Linked DNA regions of Urocitellus parryii: region 2 is linked to region 1. The links are chromatin contacts, called in public Hi-C maps. All regions are on one chromosome and are shown on one strand. Each heading gives the region's core, a stretch centred on a gene start, on an enhancer-like site or on the middle of the called end of the contact. The rest is flanking DNA. Distances are from core to core; before and after follow the strand shown. Region 1 holds the start of Fem1c (fem-1 homolog C). Region 2 holds the start of Ccdc112 (coiled-coil domain containing 112).

The links. Hi-C and Micro-C count contacts between places; a contact is called where the count stands out from the background.
Region 2: a contact with region 1 is called in a Hi-C map of liver, with 6 times the contacts expected there. The contact joins the promoter of Ccdc112 here to the promoter of Fem1c in region 1. A contact is called at or near these places in 2 of 2 Hi-C or Micro-C datasets (liver and muscle).

What each region holds. Positions count from the first base shown.
Region 1 is chr1:121,786,956-121,792,508 of mUroPar1.hap1, forward strand. It overlaps Fem1c (fem-1 homolog C), which reads left to right and starts at 3,439. Exons shown (of 3, transcript XM_026415482.2): 1 at 3,439-3,754; 2 at 4,627-5,353. The coding sequence starts at 4,810.
Region 2 is chr1:122,005,027-122,010,579 of mUroPar1.hap1, forward strand. Ccdc112 (coiled-coil domain containing 112) reads left to right here and starts at 3,196. Exons shown (of 10, transcript XM_026382291.2): 1 at 3,196-3,365. The coding sequence starts at 3,249.

The sequences.
Region 1 (5,553 bases), core at 2,189-4,688:
AGAGGTGGATATTTAGAAACCCAGTGAAAGGACTTTCAGAATAAAAGTAAAAGAAAATTTAGTTAAGTTTCTCTGTAAGTAAAAAAATAATAATAATAAAATTTTAAAAAATGTGAAGAACAAACATTGCCACAATCTTTGGAAAAGGAAACAACTTCCAAAGATGGTTGATAAATAAATCAGAGGTCTTCAAATATTTCTGTCCACACATACAACAGCTACCTTCTTGCATATTCTCTACTGACATCTAAATAAATTTAATTCTAAGTTTAAGTAGTTGCAAATGGTGCTATTTCCCACATATTGTAAAAATTAAAAATTTAAAAGCAAAACAATTGTACTTATAAATGAGTCTAAATCATAGTAATTATGCTTTTCATCAACCATTTAAAAATATATGAGCAAACTTATAGGATAGTTTACAGAATTTATTTTTCTCTTTATGCCCATAATTCTTTTTCATCTTTCCATCCCTTAGGAGTAAATCCTAATTAATGTATCTTTATTTTTAATTTTTTTTTATCACTCACAGTATTGTATCTCTGCAGTGAAAACACGTTTAAAATTTTTAAATTTTCTATGATGTAAGAATATAAGTACTTAAATATTTTCTTCTAGACTGAGGCATCATTACACTTATTATAATAATCAAGTATCCAGAATAATACAAAATATATTACAAATTTTTATAATTAAAAAAAATTTTTTAGCTGTAGATGGACACAATACTTTTATTTTTATTTTTTTTATTTTTATGTGGTGCCGGAGATCAAACCCAGTGCTTCACACACATGCTAGGCAAGCGCTGTACCACTGAGCCTCTGACCCTGGCCCCATAAATTTTATAATTATTAAATATGATTTTTTTACAATTAGTGCAGGCATTTATGGTTAAATACTACTTCTTACTAGAATGAAACAGTTCAGCATCAATGCTCTCTTAATTTTTCATGTTTATAAATTCTGAGAAAGTGTTTTCACATTAATAAATAAGTCTAGGACTGGGGTTGTAGCTCAGTGGCTGAGCGCTTGCCTAGCATGTGTGAGGCAATGGATTCGATCCTCAGCACCACATAAAACTAATAAAATAAAAGTATTTGTTCATCTATAACTTAAAAGAAAAAAAAAGAAAAAAGTCTATAAGGATTTCTGTTTGTATATCAATGTCACTCAATTCTTTGAACTCTTCCACTTTACACTTAGTGATCATTAGGTCATACTCTGTTGAAAGCAGTTATTTCAAAGCATCTGACTTGCAAGAGAATTTGTAACCCTATTCGAAGTATATAATTTCTCAATACAGCTCAGTATTTTAAATCCATAAAGAACTGGCAAAGATTCCCTGAAGTCTTCACATCACAGAGTGGCACATCATTTTGAGACTCTTTATGAGTGAAAGCTTTTCTTTTTGTAAATCGAGAAAGACACAGCTGTTGTGAAAGAGTTGGGAAATGAATCAACAAATTACCTTCGACTTACCAGCAATGGATTTTAGAAAAGAATATTAGGAGTTTAAGTTGGAGATTAGAAAATATATTCATCTATCCCTTGAAAATCCAATGGAGGATACAATTTATATTGAAGACCAACAATATAAATTTTTACATCATCTTACAGAATTAGATGAAAGAGAGACGTCCACTCAGGTTAGGCTTCCATTGGGACACCACACCTGGGAGCTATTGAAAGAAAAGTGAGAAAGCAAGAGATGGACGAGGGAGAAATGAAGGAAGAAGAACAGGCAGAGATCCACAGAAGTTTGTCAAAGCTGACAGATAAAGGCCATCTCTCTATAGAGAGGAGAGAGGGCCCTGAGATGTTCAGGTGTTCAGCTTTTGCAGGGTAGGGGTTTGCAGTTGTGGTTGTGGTATTATGGGATAGGCTCAGGGGTGCTTGCCTCAGAGCTAGGCAGGTGGGGAATAGCATGGGATTGGCTTAGGCTGATGGCACCATGCGGCTTTTGGAGCCAAAGAGTCCTGTCCTTCCAGGATTGGCTTAGGGTTATGATACCATGGGGTAGGTCACTAATGGGGATGAGGGGAGTTCAGGAAAGAGGAAGTACAGGAAAGTGAAACTTACCTCATAAGGTGGTGGTTAACATTTAAGATGGCTGCTCCAATGTTAAATCAATACCCTACAGCTATACCCTAGGAATATAGAACTGTCACCTGTATGATGGGGATAAAACAGCTAGTCCTCTTGGTGGTTTAATTTCATTAGGTGGTTGATCTCATCCTTTATACTATATTCTTTCATGTTTTCTTCTTAGTGGTAGTAACCTCAACTTCAGTTTGGACAATTTGATGCTGAGTGTATATAATGGCTAATATTTCCTAAGGGAAATATTGTGCTTCACTAAAAACTCACTACTGTGGTAAGATCATTAAAACATGAGAAATGTTTAGTGTGCCAAGGTTAAAAAGCAAAATACATATCTGTATGAAAATCATGATTCAACTATGTAAAACTACATAAATTCCTAGATAATACTATAATATACAAAAATGGAGTTGTGATTTTTAAAGTAAAATGTGTTTAGTGTTGCATGGCTTCTAACATAAAGATGATCATATTGATGATGCTGAAGGTCTGTCTACTCTAATATTCTTTTTCCCAGTGGTACTACGGAACGTTGTGAATTTAAATCCCACCAAATAGTGTTCAAGAAATTGAAGGTCCGTTTTCAAAAATGGTTTTCTCATGATACATTGTGGGTTGTTATTCCCCTAACACATTTCAATTCTTCTTCATCCTTGTTTAATACCGTACATTCGAGGTCTTAACGTCACGAATTCCAGTTTATTTCCTGCTGTATTAAGTAGTAATTTCTTTCATCAGTGTACACTTTTTACCTTTCATTTCATAGTTTTATTATTTAGAATTTAAGGACTAGACCTTGTTGAATTGATACTGCTCTTAGGTTTTACGATTCCTTATAGTCTTTATATTTTTCAGAGACCATATTTTAAAAAAAAATCAGTCATGTTTGGTAGCTTTCAAAGCTAATCTCATTTTCTGAAATTTGTCTTGAGTGTTTTGACGTGTAATTATGAGCTGCGTTTATTCAGGGACCACCAAAAGAAAGCAGAGAAGAGACGACCCTGAGAGTGCTCAGATGAGTAGGAAAGTATAACTGGATGCTACTTCTCCCAGCGCCCTGAGACCACGCCCAGCATCCCCAAAGCCAGCGTAGGGAAAAGCAGAGAGGTGGAGTAAGAAATGGGAGCACGCGATATTTCCACTGTTTCTCCGTCTACCTCGGGCCGCTGCGGCGCGGCCCCGCCCCCTCACGGCGTCCCGCCCCCGGCACGCAGACACGTTCTTCGCAGAGCTCAAGGTCCCTCCCCCTCCCACGGCGCCCCGCCCCAGCCACGGCGCCCCGCCCCGCCCCTAGGCGGTTGCTCGCGGCGGCCGCCGCCCTCCCCCGGCCCAATGGCGCGGCTGCCGCGTCAGTGATGTGAAGCTTTGCTCTGGCTTGTCCGGCCCCCGGCCCGCAGCCCATTACACCATCCGCCGCGGCAGCCGCTGCAGCCGCTACAGCCCTAGCAGGCTGGGAGGGCGGGAGGCAGCTCGGCGGGGCGGGGCGAGCAGCGCGGCCGGATTCATTCCTCTGGGGCGCGGGGCATGGAGGAACTGTGCGGCCGCAGGCGGAGCAGGGCGGCCCGGGCGGCGGCGGGGACAACGGTTTCCATTTGAAGGGGGCGGCCCGAGCCCGAGCGGCCAGTGGCAGCTGGAAGGACTAGCCCCCGGGCAGGTAGTGGCGGCGGCGGCGGCGGCGGCCTGCCAGGGCCCGGGCCGCGGCCTCAGCGCCCGCTGGGAGGCCTGGGCGGGAAGGAGGGCGGCCCCGGGAGCGGCAGGCAGGCGGCAGGCTGGAGGCCACGGGGTAGTCAGACCCCGGGAGGGTGTCGTGATCGATCGCGTAGTTTAGGGAAGAGTTCTCGGTGTCTGGAAAAGGTACTGCGCGGGTTATCTAGGGGCGATTGTGGTTTGGGGAACTCGCAGATCTTTGAAGGGGGGGGGCTACGCAAAATGAGGCGGGCGAACTTAATGGCTAAAACGCAGCCGGATTTCCTGAGACCGTCGAGTTTTAAAGGAAAGAAAACCTTGGAGTGAGGGCTTTGGTGTTAGCTGCCCAACGACTGGTGTGCCCGACCTTTTTGTTCCTTTTCGAAACCCATCCCAACCACAATGAGGCCTTCCAGCCTGGTGCCCTTGGCCCCCTCTCTGCAGATGCAAGCAAAAGAAACATTTCTGAACCTGTCTGTCTCCTTGTCTCGGTTGTACTTTCCTTGGGTGTGTGCAAAGCAAAACTAGAACAAAGCTTGGCTGGTGAGAACTAGAGACGAAAACCAGTTGCCTGTAGTATTTAAATTTTCCGCACACAGAAGAGAGAGGGCCTCCCACCAAAACATTTGGGTCTCCTGTGAACCCTTTTGTATTTTCCTTTCCCACGTGTGTGTGTGTGTATATGTCTGTATGGGGAGGGGGGCGGACTAGCCTCTAACGTACGGCTCACACCCCCACCCTCCGTTTCTTCCCACACTGGTTAGAAATTAAGAAAATCTAGTGTTTTTCCCTTTACCTATGGAAAATTCAAAACTGCTACTTTTTTTTTTCTTTCTCTAGTTTGGTGCTCTGGTTATCAGATGTTGGAAGGCAATAGGACAAAACATACTCTCCGTGGGTTTATATCCGTTCTGGGGTGCAGTGACTAACATTGAACTTTGGTTCCTGTAACTCTTGCCTGCAAGAGAGCTAAGCCGGAGCTTTGCTTTGAAGGATAAAGCACAGCCTCTCAACTGGACATAAATGGATCTAAAGACGGCGGTGTTTAATGCAGCGCGGGATGGCAAACTCCGGCTTCTCACCAAGTTGTTGGCAAGCAAATCTAAAGAGGAGGTTTCCTCCTTGATCTCTGAAAAAACAAATGGGGCCACACCACTCTTGATGGCTGCCAGGTATGGGCATCTCGACATGGTGGAATTTCTCCTAGAGCAGTGCAGTGCCTCCATAGAAGTCGGGGGTTCTGTCAACTTTGATGGCGAAACCATTGAGGGGGCTCCCCCTTTATGGGCGGCTTCTGCAGCAGGGCATCTGAAGGTGGTCCAGTCTTTGTTAAATCATGGAGCATCTGTCAACAACACGACTCTAACCAATTCAACTCCTCTTCGAGCTGCATGTTTTGATGGCCACTTGGAAATAGTGAAGTACCTTGTAGAACACAAAGCTGATTTGGAAGTGTCAAACCGGCATGGGCATACCTGCTTGATGATTTCATGTTACAAAGGACATAAAGAGATTGCTCAGTATTTACTTGAAAAGGGGGCAGATGTTAATAGAAAAAGTGTTAAAGGTGAGTTTAACTTTATTTTTAATTTTTTAATGTGTCTAACACTTATTTTAAGGAAGTTTGATATAAAATTATAAGCATTGGTGTTGAGTTAGCCAACACAGACCTTTTTTGATTAGGTAACTCTTCTAGTATTACCTTGTTCAGTGTTTCTCTAATATTAGATAATATATTGAACAAGTGTGAAAAAAGACCTGTCACTA
Region 2 (5,553 bases), core at 1,946-4,445, 220 kb after region 1:
CATCTTCCTCCAGCTATTACCTTATTTAAAAATATATTTTATTTATTTATTCTTTTTAGATTTACATGACAATAGAGGATATTTTGACATATTATACATACATGGAACATAACTACTCATTCTTGTGGTTGTAAATGTTGTGGAGTTACAGTGGTCACATATTCATATGTGAGCATAGGAAAGTTATGTAGGATTCATTCACTGTCTTTCCTATTCCCCTCCCCTGCCCTTCATTCCCCTTTGTCTAATTCAGTGAACTTCTGTTCTTTCCTACCCTCCTTATTGTATATTAGCATCTGCATACCAGAGACATTCGGCCTTTGGTTTAGGGGGAACGTTGGCTTATTTCACTTAGTATGATAGTCTCCAGTTCCATCCATTTACTGGCAAATGCCATAATTTCATTCTTCTTTATGGCTGAGTAATATTTCATTGTTTATATATACCACATTGTCTTTAGCCACTCATCTATTGAAGAGTACCTAGGTTGGTTCCATAGTTTAGCTATTGTGGATTGAGCTACTATAAACATTCATGTGGCTGCGTCATGGTAGTATGCTGATTTTAAGTCCTTTGGGTGTATAACGAGAGTGAAATAACTGAATCAAATGATGGTTCCATTCCAAGTTTTCTGAGGAATCTCCACACTGCTTTCCATAGTGGTTGGACTAATTTGCAGTTCCACCAGCAATATGTGAGTGTACCTTTTTTTCCCAGATCCTCGCCAACATTCTTATATTCTTTTTTTTATTTTTTATTTTCAGTTGTAGATGGACATAATACCTTTATTTTATTTATTTTATACATGGTGATGAGGATTGAACCTAGTGACTCAAACGTGCTAGGCTAGTGCTTTACCACTGGGCCACAATCCCAGCCCCTGCTACTTATATCCTTGATAATTGCCATTTTTATTGGAGTGAGATGGAATCTCAGTTTTTGTTTGGTTTGATACTGGGGATTGAACCCAGAGACACTGTACCACTGAGTGAGCTGCATCCCCCCTACCCAGCACTTTTTTTTTTTTGTAATTGTAGGTGGACAGTCTGCCTTTATTATATTCGTTTATTTTTATGAGGTGCTAAGGATCTAATCCAGGCAAGTGCTCTGCCACTGAGCTACAGCCCCAGCTCCTCAGTGTAATTTTAATTTGCATTTCTCTAATTGAGAGAGGTTGAACTTTTTTTTCCCATATATTTATTGACCGTATTTCTTCTTCTGTGAAGTATCTGTCCAGTCCTCTTTTCCATTTATTGATTGGGTTATTTGTTTTGGGGGTGTTAATTTTTTTTAGTTCTTTGTACATTCTGAAGATTAATGCTGCACCTGGGTGCAGGTGGCAAAGATTTTCTCCCATTTTGTAGGCTCTCTCTTTATATTCTTGATTATTTCCTTTGCTGTGAAGAAGCTTTTTAGTTTAATACCATTCCATTTATTGATTCTTGACTTTACTTCTTCTGCTTTAGGAATATTGTTAGGGAAGTCAGTTCCTAAGCAGGCATGATGAAGAGTTGGGCCTACATTTTCTTCTAGTAGGCACAGCGTTTCTGGTCAAATGCCTAGGTCTTTGATCCACTTGGTGTTGAATTTTGTGCAGGGCAAAAGACAGGGGTTTAATTCAATTTTGTTATGAATGGATTTCCAGTTTTCCCAGCACCATTTGTTGAAGAGGTTATTTTTTTCTCCAATGTATGTTGATAGTGCCTTTGTCTAGCATGAGATAACTGTGTTTAGGTGGGTTTGTCTCCTATAACCTAATTTCTCTGATCCCCTATACCTCAAATCCATCAAAATAGTTGTCAATACACAACATTTCTACCACCTCTCCTCCACTATTTCCTCAACCCACTCAGCCAGGCCTTGGTCCTCATCACCCAGTGGGCCCTGCTCTTGGCACGCAGAACAATGGCCTCTTTATTGCCAACCCCATCTCTCATTTCTCTGTTCTCTTCTCATTCAGTCTCCCGATAGGAGACCACACAGTTGACCCTTCTCTCCTTGAAACACTTTCTTCCAGAGACTGGTTTCCTTCCTCCTCACAGGCTTCTTCTAGGTCTTCTCCTCCAGCCTGTCAACATCTACACTAGATGGCCCTAGATTCCGTTATCAGATTTTAGTTTATATACACCTTGGAGTACTCTCTATCTTATTTTAAGTATCTCCTATATGAAGATGAAGGCCAAATTCATATCTGGCTTTAGTCTCTCTCCTGGGATCCAGAAGTATCTATATAACTGCACTATAATGTTTATACAAGGGTTCTCTGGAGTCAGGCTAACTTCCTCCTGTGTGGTCTTGATTATTCACTTATTTGTGAAAAAGATATCAACATTACATAACTAGGTTATTTGTGAGGATTAAATGGGAAAGCACTTGAAGCATTTATAATAGGTTGGCCCAAAATAATTGCTTAGCAAAGACCCAATTTGTTTACTTGTTTAAATTTTTTCCTAGAAGTCATGACAGAAGAAATCTTGTATGTGTCATTGAGGGATGAATTCCCAAGGCCTGGAACGATTTATCAATGGATTCATTTAAACCAGGAAAAGGTAGAACCTATAGAAACTAGATGCACTGCCACAGGTTGCCTTAATTGAAGGAGTCATTCAGGACTTTTTTTTTTTCAGTACAGTGTCTTTGGAATCTCTTTTCATTGACCAACTCCGAGAAATGCAACTATAGCATTTCTGCCTCTGATATCTTCTCTGAGATTTTTTTCTTAGAAAATGTAAAATATATTGCTAGAACCCATCTGCAGTGTTTTTTCATTTGCATTCATTTTCATCAGCATTTATTGTAGTAGAAAACTAAAAAGCAGCTTTGCCTTGTGAAAAAAATATATATTGGGCATGGCATGAATAAAATTCAAGGAATACAATGCAATACAATATACTTTCTTGGCAGGTATAGGGTTGAACGGGCACTGCCAGATACCAGCATCTGAAAAGGTTATACAAACCGCAAGAGGGCAGAACGATCCCGCCCCCACAGTATACTACACTCTGGCCCCACCTCTCCACGGTCCCCGCCCTTCACCCCGCCCCTTCTACCATAAACCACGCCCACACTCCCGCCCCACACCTCGGCCCCGCCCTACATCGCTGCTCCGCCCCGCATCTCGCTCCACCCTGCCCCGGGCCCTGCCCAGCGCCTCGGCCCCGTACAGAATTCCGCCCATCCCAGTGGCTGCTCTAGGAAAAGTCTGCGGAGACTAGAACCCCCAGGCCCCAGCAGCTCCGGGAGGAAACATGGCCGCCCTGACTACGGTCGTGGCGGCTGCGGCGGCCACCGCGGTAGCTGGGGCGGTTGCGGGGGCGGGCGCGGCCACCGGGACCAGCGTGGGAGCGGCGCCCGCGCCGCAACAGGTAAATTGAGGACGGCTGGAAGCCGCTCTGGTGGCGGGCGTGGGGCTCGGGGATGTAGGCCCCGGGGGCGGACCACGTCTCTGGCCCCGGCAGAACAGGTGTCCTCTGCAGCGCCACCCGGGAGGTGCCGTGTTCACGTCCCTTGGTGGAGGCCTGGTACGCCCGGCGGCGTTGCTCTTTGTTGTTATGGGCGTCTAACAGCCTTTGTAAGCCGCCTCCCTGCAGTTTTGAAGTCGAGGAACACCGGGTTGGAAGCCCTGGGCTTTGCCGCTTCCTAGTTGTATGATAGGAAAATGTCTGGGCTGCTCAGTTTTCTCTCTAAAAATGGGTACTAATAAATAATACGCTTCTCCCTGAGCTGTGGGCATTCTGTCTGGGGAGACCCTGACATGAAGCTTGGTTGGAGGGAGACTCGGCATCCAGTAATCATCGCCAGCTCTTACTGTGCAGGTGCCAGGAACACAAAAGAGGAATAAAATGTGGGAGGATAAGAGGCAGAGGTGTTTCCTAGAATGGGCTTAAGGACCATTTTCTCCACAGCGAAAGACAACCGTACCTTTCAATTGCCATCAGCTTAACGAGACTGTTCCTTATCCCTCTAAACTAGATATCGCCCTTATACCCACTACACCCAACGTTCTTTCCCGGTTTTATGTTTTTCTCCGTAGCACTAATTACCATATGATATATATTTTTTCATTCTCTACCCCCCCCAGCCTCCTTGAGAATGTAAGCTCCATGAAGGCAGAAATTTTTGAAATCACTATTATATTCCCAGCACCTAAAACGTGCTCACTTTATAGTGCCTAGGACATAGTAGGCGCTTCCCAAATATTTGTAGATCAGTGCAAACCTGGAGGAAAGCTGTTGTGAACTGAGGACAGGGTGTCTTTTCAGCTTTGCAATTCAGGAAATCCACCTCAGGCAAATTTTCTCCCAAGTTCTATGTGATTCTATTCTAACTCCGGATCAAGTGCATCAGGAAAAATATAAAAATGCAAAATAGAGCAAATGTTTTTAAATATGGACTAAAACATGTATGGTCCTGTTAGTTTGTCTATGTTGCTGGCTTTCTCCATGAAAACTTTTCAGTTCAATGTGATTTGTTCTCTAAATTCTCATAGCTTGTTTTACCTCCTGATTTACATTTTTTACAAGCTATCTAATATCGTTATTGACAAAGCCCGTGAGTCTACTATAGTGATTCTCAGAGGTGGTGTTTGCCCCAGGGACTACATCAGAATCATATAACCCATAGAGTTATTTTAAACAAACATTATATTAGTTCTCAGAGAGCACTTAGCAATTTTTGGAGACTTAGTTGTGACAAAAGGGAAGAAGTTTTGAGGTGCTGCTAACATATAATAGGTAGAGGCCAGAAGACATCCTCCCCCCAACAGTTATCTGGTTCAAAATGTTAGTAGTACTGAGGTTGAAAAACCTTGCTTTATAAACATTTCCACCACTTTATTAGGGAAGGCATAGTTTCATAACTGAGAATCATAGCAGGAATGTAGAAATCGTCAAGTGTGTTTGGCTTAAAAAAATTAGAATCACTGCTGTACTAATTCCAAACCTGAATATTTGTCATTAATGCATATTCCTACTCACTAATACTGAAACCAACTAATGTTTCTTGAGATGTTTTTTTCTGATAATCCTATGATATTAGAAGTATCTAAAAGATATCTGAAACCTAGGGTTTCCATAACAGAGTATCACAGATTGGGTGACAAAAACAACAGAAATTAATTGTCTCACAGTTCTAGAGGCTAGAAGTCTAAGAACAAGGTGTATTAAGATTGAATTCTGGTGAGGCATCTTGTCCTAACTTGTAGACAACTATCTTCCTGCAGTGTCCTCACAGGGCCTTTCCTCTGTGGGCCTGCAGAGGGAGAGAGGAAGGGAGAGAAAAAGAGTGAGAGAGAGATGTATCTGAGGTCTCTTCCTCTTAAAAGGGTATGGGTCCTTTTGGACTAGGGTTCTCTTTTATCACCTCATTTAACTAATTATCTCTGGAAAGTTGCTCTCCAAATATAGTCACTGTGGAGCTAGAAGTTCAACATTTAAATTTTGGGAGGAAATAATTCAGTCTATCACAGTTCTCTTAAATTATTCTGGAATAATTATCTCTGAAGTTTCAGAACTATTGTATCTTGTATTTTGTAATCTCCTTGGGGTGTGGAAT